Regions from separate parts of the Mus musculus genome. Here region 2 is linked to region 1. The links are chromatin contacts, called in public Hi-C maps. All regions are on one chromosome and are shown on one strand. The core of a region is the stretch at or near the end of the contact, and the rest is flanking DNA. Distances in the headings are between cores, read along the strand shown.

The links. Hi-C and Micro-C count contacts between places; a contact is called where the count stands out from the background.
Region 2: a contact with region 1 is called in a Hi-C map of regulatory T cells, with 2.8 times the contacts expected there. The contact joins two enhancer-like sites. A contact is called at or near these places in 4 of 39 promoter capture datasets (the 3T3-L1 cell line, 3T3-L1-derived adipocytes, the SN4741 cell line and 1 more), 14 of 484 Hi-C or Micro-C datasets (CD4 T cells, ECoMG-derived neutrophils, bone marrow-derived dendritic cells and 7 more), 12 of 115 datasets of contacts at active chromatin or transcription factors (CD8 T cells, the SCID.adh cell line, bone marrow-derived dendritic cells and 4 more) and 1 of 9 other capture datasets (bone marrow-derived macrophages).

What each region holds. Positions count from the first base shown.
Region 1 is chr1:36,919,603-36,924,447 of GRCm38.p6, forward strand. The region is part of intron 1 of Tmem131 (transmembrane protein 131); the gene reads right to left. Among named protein-coding and RNA genes, the nearest start is that of Tmem131, 18 kb to the right of the region's middle. Within about 2 kb of position 1,284, at least 201 of the 459 cell types and tissues checked have an H3K27ac peak or open chromatin away from gene starts, as enhancers often do. A contact at or near this core is called in CD8 T cells, the SCID.adh cell line, centroblasts and 2 more, where this site is marked.
Region 2 is chr1:36,998,286-37,002,866 of GRCm38.p6, forward strand. No RefSeq gene overlaps it. Among named protein-coding and RNA genes, the nearest start is that of Vwa3b, 29 kb to the right of the region's middle. Within about 2 kb of position 2,251, at least 93 of the 459 cell types and tissues checked have an H3K27ac peak or open chromatin away from gene starts, as enhancers often do. A contact at or near this core is called in CD8 T cells, the SCID.adh cell line, centroblasts and 2 more, where this site is marked.

The sequences.
Region 1 (4,845 bases), core at 34-2,533:
CTGACCTTCACACATGTGCCATATACACACAAAGTAAATGTAAAAAAGTCAATTGAAAATTCAGGTGGCATTTTAATATTAAGTATATTTAGTATATTAAGACTTTAAGATAGCAGCGAAAAGTTCTGAGGTGAACATGAGTGGGACATGAGCCAGTCCCACTTGTGGTTAAGCAGAATTACTGAGCCCTTGCCATGGGCCATGTGTACCACAGATAAACTAGCAGGCCCTCTATCTCACTGCAATGGGGCCTCTGAGAGTTAAGTCCCACCCTCAGAGGAGCTGCCTAGATACAAACAGAAATCTTCACAACCAGTCAAGCAGTGCTGGCTTACAGGAAGTGCAGGAGGCAAGGGGAACTCTCAACAGCCTCCACCTGTCCCATATGCTGCAGACAGATACTGGCCAGAGCAAGCGTCCTGGCTACTGTTATCAAGGACTACAGGCCATCTACAGCTCTCCACTCAAACCAGTTTTCTAAGGAACTCCCATTACAATAAAGAGGATATGGCAACATTTATGTTAGTTAGCTGATAAATTCACTCACTAAGGAACAATTTGTAACTACTGGGTATATCTAGGTTAAGCTTTTATCTCCAATGCTACAGGCACTGAGGTCACCCAGAACTTGGACTTCGAGCCAGCCCCTTGAGAGGAGCAGCAGTGTGTGCCTGGATAAACAAACACTGCTGTTCTAGCACCAGGTCCTCCCAGGCACTAGGCCAGGCTGCCTTTGTTTGGGTCCTGTTTCCTGGCTTCTGCTAGCCGGTTACCTCCCCCTTCTCTTAAGGCAGACACTTAAATGCCTATCTTATGTTTTCAAAACCATTTCCTTTACAGATCCTCATTACTGAGCCTTTCAAGCCTTCTCTGCTATCTCCAATGCTTATCTCTGGGCTGGCACGCCTCTTGATAGGCTGCCATTGAGTCTGAGTGCAGTCCTGCAGTGAGTCAGAATCTATCTCCACACCCACCTGGTGAAGACTGTTCCATCCTTCTCTATAGACAGTCTGCTCACAGGAAAACAACCTAATGTGTGTATCTTCAAGATACTTCAGGACCAGAAGCAGGAAGAGAATGCTCCAAGTTCACACTCCCCAATGTAGCTGGCTCATATTTTCCCTTCTTTGATTCCAGAGCTACCTACCAGATGTTATCATATAATGCAAATTAGTCACTGCTCTAAATTCTGCTCAGCACCTTTGGAAACACCCTGTCTGGGGTGGAGCTCTGCAGGGGTCGGGGCATCTGCCTCCAGGCCAGTCACCTCTGCAATCCAAGATCCCGGGCGGCTGGTGTGGTCCACCTCTCCTCCTGTGGACTGGGAATGACTATCCTAGTGCAGCTATGGCCAGAACTGAAATGTTGCCAGGAAAAGTGCTGCTGTAAGCTAAAAGTAGAAAGCAAGAGACTCGTCCTCCAGGGGATACACTAGGAAACTTGCTTTCCTACTGGAACACTATGCAAGGGAATGGAATGAAAAGTTGGCATACACTATTCAAATAAAATACCACCTTAAAGCAATGCCTACCGATTCACTGGGGTCCATCCTTAGCTCCACTCTGCCTGTGACTGTTCAATAAGAATAAAGGTACCGATGAATTATGCAATAACATTATGCAGCTTGACTGAGTAAAAAAGGGTAAAAAGATGTAAGTAGAGATGCAAGCCAAAGTTAAGAGTATAGTGAAGACAGAACAAAGGGCAGAATGTCTCTACGTAAAAAGTTACCGGACACTAACATTCCTCAACCTAGACAAAGTGCCTGAGAATACAAGAAGCATAGGCACGTCCATTTCAGTCAAGGAAAGCCCACATTTGGAATTTCCATGCAGGGAACTACATGGTTAGTAAATGACAAACTAATATATAAGAGCATTCATCTGAGAACCTCTGACCTATTCAGCAGACAATGAATTTAGGCAGAAACCAGCCGGGTGAAATAAAAGGACACGTGCTTGCTGACTGGGTCCCAGGGCTAGGGCCAGCAGAGAGGATGACAACTCAGACTGAGTTCTGCCACAAAGACAAAGCATCATCAAGCATTTTGACCAGCTTCCAAAAGTCTGCCCTTCTGGGCCTGTGGCTCATTTTCACCCTGGACGTGCAGTAGCAAAGCACAAGAAAGTAAAGCAGCAGCAGGTGCCACCAACACCTGCGCACTTCCAAACCAGCCCCAGCCCCAGCACCACCGCCACCGCCACCCTCCAGCTCACTGACCCGCATCAAAGCCCTCTCAAGCCCTCTCTGATGCGGCAAGTTTGTAATGCAGCTGATGGGGGAAAGACAAGAGGACAGAGAATGACTGACTGACATCACTGACTCCCCATGCACTGTGAGGTCTGCCTTAAGAGTTTTATCAGCTGCGATATAAACATTTGAAGACAGAGGTCAAACACTGAGCCCAGAGATCGCTGCAGCAGCAACTATGTGAAATGACACGTGACAATGCCATCGGTGGAAGCAGCTGTGAGAACCTAACTGTTTAGAAATGCACATAAATCATCTTGTCCATAGAGAGTGTACAGAGCCTTCGAAGAGGAGCCTGTGTGACCTACAATCCCAACACCTGCTACAGAGTCTATAACCGCTGGCCTGTGGCACACTGCTGAAGGCCTGCGAGGAAACGGCCCAGGCACATAAGCACTTGCTCTGTTTGATAAACAAGCAAAAGCAACAAATAAGTCAGTGTGATAAGCGGAAGCAACCTTTATATGATTTCTAAGAGGAAAAAGTCAGCTGACATAGTTCCTGAAACTGTATTTGTGGTAGTCTTTTTTCATAAGCTTGAAAAATTTGTAGAAATTAACAAACACAAAACCCTGAGAAAAATCTCAACATAAAAATGAGAGTTACACCTGGTTAAATAAATACGTCCAGCCAGGGGTGGTGGTACACGCCTTTGATCCCAGCACTTGGGAGGCAGCAGCAGCAACAGGTGTTATCTCTGAGTTGGAGGCCAGCCTGGTCTACACAGTGAGTTCCAGGACAGTGAAAGCTACATAAAGAACCCTAACTTATATTTACAGAGGAAAATCTATACAAAATCATCATACTGAAAAGCAGGTTTACAGCCTTGCTGTTTCTAATACGGTTTCATGTATGCAGAGTAAGAAAATTCTCTATAAAAATCATACTTCTTTATTCTATAGAGGAAAATGTCTGAGGCAGAGGACATAGGTGCTCCAAGCTGTCCATCTGTAGAGAACATGATAATGTCTACAGGCTTCCCTGGCAGGTTCCGCCATTATCTCAATACCCTGTGAATGTGGTAGATCATGTGAGGAGCGGCAACCACTGGTGCAGTAGAAACCAAGATTCTACTCAGATGCTTTTAAGATGCATCTGACCTGTCTGGGTGGGCTCAAGACCTTGAAAACTGGAAGCAAGAAACAGCATGAGGTGGAGTTCGCTCACCTTGTGTTGCTGGCCACAATGTGGCAGGAGAAACTACTAGAACTCAGTGAATTCTCCAAGTCTAAGCTGAGAAGAAGCTGAGACTGCAGACAGCAGGCAGTGAGGACTCCTGAGAAAAAAACCAGGGCAGGGAGCTGTGGCAGGGAGCCTCAGGAATGGGGAAAGAGGTGGTTCAGTGGTTAAGAGCACTGGCTGCTCTTGCAGAAGACCACAGTTTGATGATTCCTGACACCCACATGGTGACTCATAACAATCTCTAACTCCAGCTCCAAGGGAATTGACACCTCTGGCTTCTGAGGGCACCCATGTGTACACACACACACACACACACACACACACCCCTTAGAAATAATAAAAATAAATGTGAAAAAGTAACAAATGTTCTCTAAAGGGGTAGAGGGTGGGGTTCTCCACTGGGCTCTCAGCAAAATGCTGATCACATATGTACCTGAGGTACCTAAGGCTGGGGAAGTAACTGATAAAGAAGACTCGTGCCACCTTGTCTGGCGTTCACATGAGTCAGGAAGACCATCTATTCCAACCCATGAAACTAAAGAACAATAACTAAGCCCTATGACTCACAGAAAACTGGAGGGTAGACCAAGAAGTCATGCCTTGTTGCTAGAGAACAATCCAAACCTGAGGCGCCCAGCTGCAGACCTCAAGGAACCGGGGAAGCAGCTCAAAGGGCCAGAGCCTGCTTATCCAAGGCCAACATCACCAGAAACAAGCAAGCACAGAAGAACAAGAACAAGCAAGACCTCAATGGAGTGACATTTCCAAGTCACTTTCCTGCATCTTCCACCGTAGCTCAAAACAGTTACAAGGAATAAAGATACCAGCATCTTGTTGCAAGATATCTGATTGCACTGTGAACCCCAAGATTGTGTTATTTACTAAAACAAACACACAAACAAAAACCTCTTTCCAATTGTGGTGCAGCTCAGCCTTACTTAGCACACATCTTTAATCCAAGACAATGAAGGTAAAGTTAGTTTGGAGAAGGAAGCAGCCATGTTTGAAAGTGATGTCTAACTGAATGGCAAAGTGACAAATCAGAGAAAGATTTGACAGAAGAAGATATGCCCAACTGTCATGATAAGAGAGAAGAAAGGGAAGCTACTAAAGAGAACAGTGCAGAGACAGAGAAGAGTTTTTACTGGGACAGTGGTACAGAGACAGGTTGAAGAGAAAGAACAAGCTAGACACAGGTGAAGACAGAATGAGCCAGAAAATGAGAAGGAGCCAGTAGAACAGATTGCCAAAGTTAGTTTGAGGTCAAGCAGAGCCATTCAGGAGTGGCAGAGAAAAGTCAGATTCAATCAGTCAGCTTGGAGAGGAGTTTGGGCCAGAACGGCTGAGTTGAACCAACCAGCCAGAGCTCAGAAAGAACTAGAAAGGGTGAGCTTATTCAGCAATAAGTTTCAG
Region 2 (4,581 bases), core at 1,001-3,500, 80 kb after region 1:
CAAGTGAAGGAGCCTTAAGTCCAGGCACCAGCCCCTGAAGAGCATGTTACCCTATGTGCAAGAACTTCTAGGGGTGGGAGTGAGCAAGGGCTTCAAGGCTCAGGAAGAAGCTGCCTTGTTGGTGGCTTTCTGACATATCTATGAAACTTACTTTTTTCTCATGCCTAAATGTACCCATTTATGGGATGGGCATGTCAGCAGCTGCCTTGCAGACATGCCATGTGAGCACCAAACAGAAAGAAGCAAACCCCAAGGGCACCACATTTGGGCTGCTCAAGTTATGCAAAATCACATGGTAGGTGTGATAACCCACACCTGTCATCCAAAGGGTGTTACGTCATGTCTAGATGAGTGACAGTACCAACCACAGCATAAAGGCTAGGAAAAGGGCTGTGTTGCCTCTACCAAGTTCTTACCCTCTCAATACAGGCATATTGTTTCATTCCCATTTGGGTGAATCTGAGGAAGGGGAATGCTGAGATACAAAGGAGCGATTATGCATTTAAATTAATATTTTATAAATACTGAGAATTATTCATCAGACAAACAGAAGTTCTGAAAGGTGGAGGAGGAGGAGATGACAGACTACGGACTTTAGGACTTGAAGAATGACATTGTGGTGAGTTCCATATATACATGGAATATATATATGCACATATGGAAGGTATGCATATACATGTTTACATATACTTATATCATAATACACATATATAACATATACACACATATATATACATACATATACTCATACACACATATATAAATACATACACACATGGAATGTATGCATTACATGTTTACATATATTTATATCATACACATACATATATATGCACATATAATACATACATACATACACACATATATACACTTATACTCTCATATATACATGTATGTACATATGGGATATATGTACATACATGTTTACATATATTTATATCATATACACATATATAATATATACACACTTATGTATACATGCACTCATACACACATATACATATACATAATACACACATGGAATGTATGCATATACATATCTATATATATTTAAACCATACACACATATACATATACATGTGTGTATATACTCACACACATACATATATACACTCATGCACACATATACACACATATATATACATGCATACACATATGGAATGTATGTATACACATGTTTATAAATATATCATATACACACATAGATAATACATATATATACACATGTATATATACACTCACACACATATATACACACATACACATATGGAATGTATGCACATACATATTTACATATATTTATACCATACACACATATACATATACATGTATATGCATGCACACACATATGTATACATATGTACACATATGGAATATATGTATATACATCTTACATATATTTATATCACACGCACACACAGACGAACACACACACATGGTACTGTTCATATATCCTATGGAAAAGCAGAAGCTGGAAATGAATGAGATCTGGAAACGGCAGTGGTTCCAGGGAAAGCTCAGTTGGGAAGCTCTTGGTGTACATGGAGCCTGGGCTCAATTCCCAATATTGCAAACAACAGCAACAGTACACCTGTTCCCTCTTCCCAGAAGTCCCCAGTTGGATCTTTAGAGCATGTTAGAAATTGTGTTTTTTTGGTGATCTTTCCCAAACTGAAGCTTGCTGCTGAGGGTCTAGACCCTCAGTAGAAGCAAATTAAGACTGAGTTTCCTTGCTATTAAGTTTAGTAACAAGCTCACTTTTACCGGCACCTGTGGACATCCTGTGACAATACACTCCTGTCCTTCATTGTTAATGAGGCACAGCCTACAGGTACCCAGAATGCTGACCTGAGCCTAGTAGTGAGAAGGCCACTTATCCCTTAGTGTTGAAGGAGTTGTGTGGAGAACCCTGGCCTCTCCTTTCACCTGGCAGTAATGGCATAGCCACTCTTTTTTTTTTTTTTCTGATAGAATAATATCAAAAGAAGCAAGTAAAATAAATTTTAAATGAGACTCAAAATCTCATAGAGCAGTGCTCAAGATGTATGAGATACAATAGAAAAATCACCCATTGTAACAGGAACCTGAAAGCTCACAAAGGAAATTTCAAAATGACGAATAAATTCCAGCCCTAAGGTGACAGCCACGGAGGTCATCTGATGAAGATTTAAAGCATCTACAATGACAAAGAAACCGGAACCAACAAATGTTATGAATGTGCTTGAAAATGAAACCAACCGACATTCTAGTAAAGAAACGGGAACCACAAAGAACTATGTGGAGGGGCTGGAGAGAAGGGTGCTTGTTGCTCTTGCAGAGAGGTCCTAGCAGCCATGTTTGAGGCTCACAACACCTGTCACTCCAGCTCCAGGGGATCTTATGGCCCTGGCCTTGTGGGTCCCTGCACTCACATGCATACCTCTCCTCCCACATATACACATGATTAGAGCATAAGAAAGATGTAAAGAAAGAAGTGGACATTTTAGAACTGGACAGTGTAACAACTGGAAACTACAACAGGCAAGCTCAGTAAAAGGAAGAAGCCGGAGAGAGAATGAGAGACTACAAAGCTAGAACAACAGAAACGACCCAACTTCAACAAGTAAGTGTACGGATTTCTGTACACATATATGCATGCAATAACACACACACACACACACACACACAGAGGGAGCATGGGTTTGAAGGAGAGTGAGGAAGGTTTGGAGGGAGGAAAGAAAAGGGATGAATGCTGTAGTTAAATTATAATTTCAAAAGAAAAAAAATTTAGTGTTGACTAGATCGTAGCATTTATTTTCCTGTGACAAAAGACCTAATACTTGTCTCGAGAAAATAGAGAAAGAGCGTAGAATTAAAAAAAAAAAAAAAAAAGATGCTAGAAGATGTAGGGACTGAAATACTCCTCAGACTTGACAAGTCACCTAAAGACACAAAAGAAAGATACCAAGAATACAACAAAGGGAATTAAGGCTTAAAAAAACAAAACAAAAAAACAAACCAAAACCACTAATAAGAAACAGCAGGAAGAGAGAGAGAAAGGAAGAGGGGCAGAGGAGGAAGAAGGAGGAGGAGAAGGAGGAAGATAAAGAAGAGGAAGGAGCAGAAGAAGGGGGAGGAGGAAGAAGATGAAGGAGGAGGAAAGTGAGGAAGAGGAAGGAGGAGGAAGATGAAGAGGGGGAGGAGGAGGCAGGCAGCATCCCACAGGCATGAGGAAATGTCTGAAGACTAAAGAGTGATAAGTTATCTCTCCATTTAGTAATGAGCCAGTTAAAACCAGATTAGAGTATAGTAAACAGGTTTACTATAAATAATAAATAAAGCAGGTTTATTGGGAAGCTGCTTTCGGGCAAGTTCAATGGTCACAAGGACGGAGGTCAGGGAAGTTACAAATGGAGAGGGAGAGAGGGGGGGGGAGAGGGAAGAGAGAAAGACAGAGAGAGGGAAGGGAGAGAGAGAGAGAAGAAGAACAACACCTCTGGATTATGTAGGGAAGAGTGCCTGGGGGGGTGGGGGAAGGCAGCTCAGCCCCTGATCTGGAAAGTTCAGGGTTGGGAGCAGGATATGCCAGGAAGGGACTGAGGGATGCTGGGAGAGCCTGGAGGCCAGGTCTGCTTTGATACGTAAAATACCTCAGCCCCTTGTCCAGGGTCTGAAGGGTAACAAAGAGAAGGAAAACAATCTGGGGAAAAAAAATCAGAAAGATTTTCTCTGTGGGTGAAAAGAACTTTAATAACAAGAGAGCACTCATCAGAAAACACGGAGGCACGAACCTTGTTCATAGCTGAAAGAAGAACTCAGCTTGGAATCTTTTATCTGGTGCGAACAGTGTATAAAATCAAAGGACCAAGGCATCCGCAGATAAAGGGAAGGTAAAGAAACTTGTCACCAGCAGACGGATCCCCAAATAATGACTAAAGGAAGTTCTCTACACAAAAAGGAATTGAAGAAGAAGAAACTGTAGAAAGGCAGGAAAAATAAGGAACTCAGGACTGGGCAGTGGTGGCACACATTTTTAATCCCAGCACTTGGGAGGGAAAGGCAGGCAGATCTCTGAGTTCAAGCCCAGCCTGGTCTACAGAATGAGTTCCAAGACAGCCAGGGCTACACAGAGGAAACAATATCTCGAAAAACTAAACCAAAACAAAACGTCATCTAGTCTATCTTCCCTTCTGATCTTGAGTAACTTTTGATAAGGAAAGCAAAAATGGTAATGCTTTCTGATAAGGTCTTTAAAAGACCATAGTGGAAACTTTTTAAGACTGTTTAATAAATTAAATAAAAGTTCATACAAAAAGAAAGGAAACAGAAAAAGCCTGGCCTAATAGTTTAGCCCTATAACCCCAGCGTTCAGGAAGCTGGCCCAGTAGATGGCACCCCTGCCAGCCTGTTTCCCTCTGAGTAATATGCCTTTTGGCTTGGACCTTATCAACCCATTTTTTTACTAGTTAGTGGGGAGTGGAAAAAAATGGAGACCTTGGATAAGTCATCTTGAATCTGATGACACTTTGCAATGTAATGGATGTGTATCCTCCCCAACTCTGGAGTCTTAGAACATAGCCCAGGTACTCCCCCTGTTTAGCA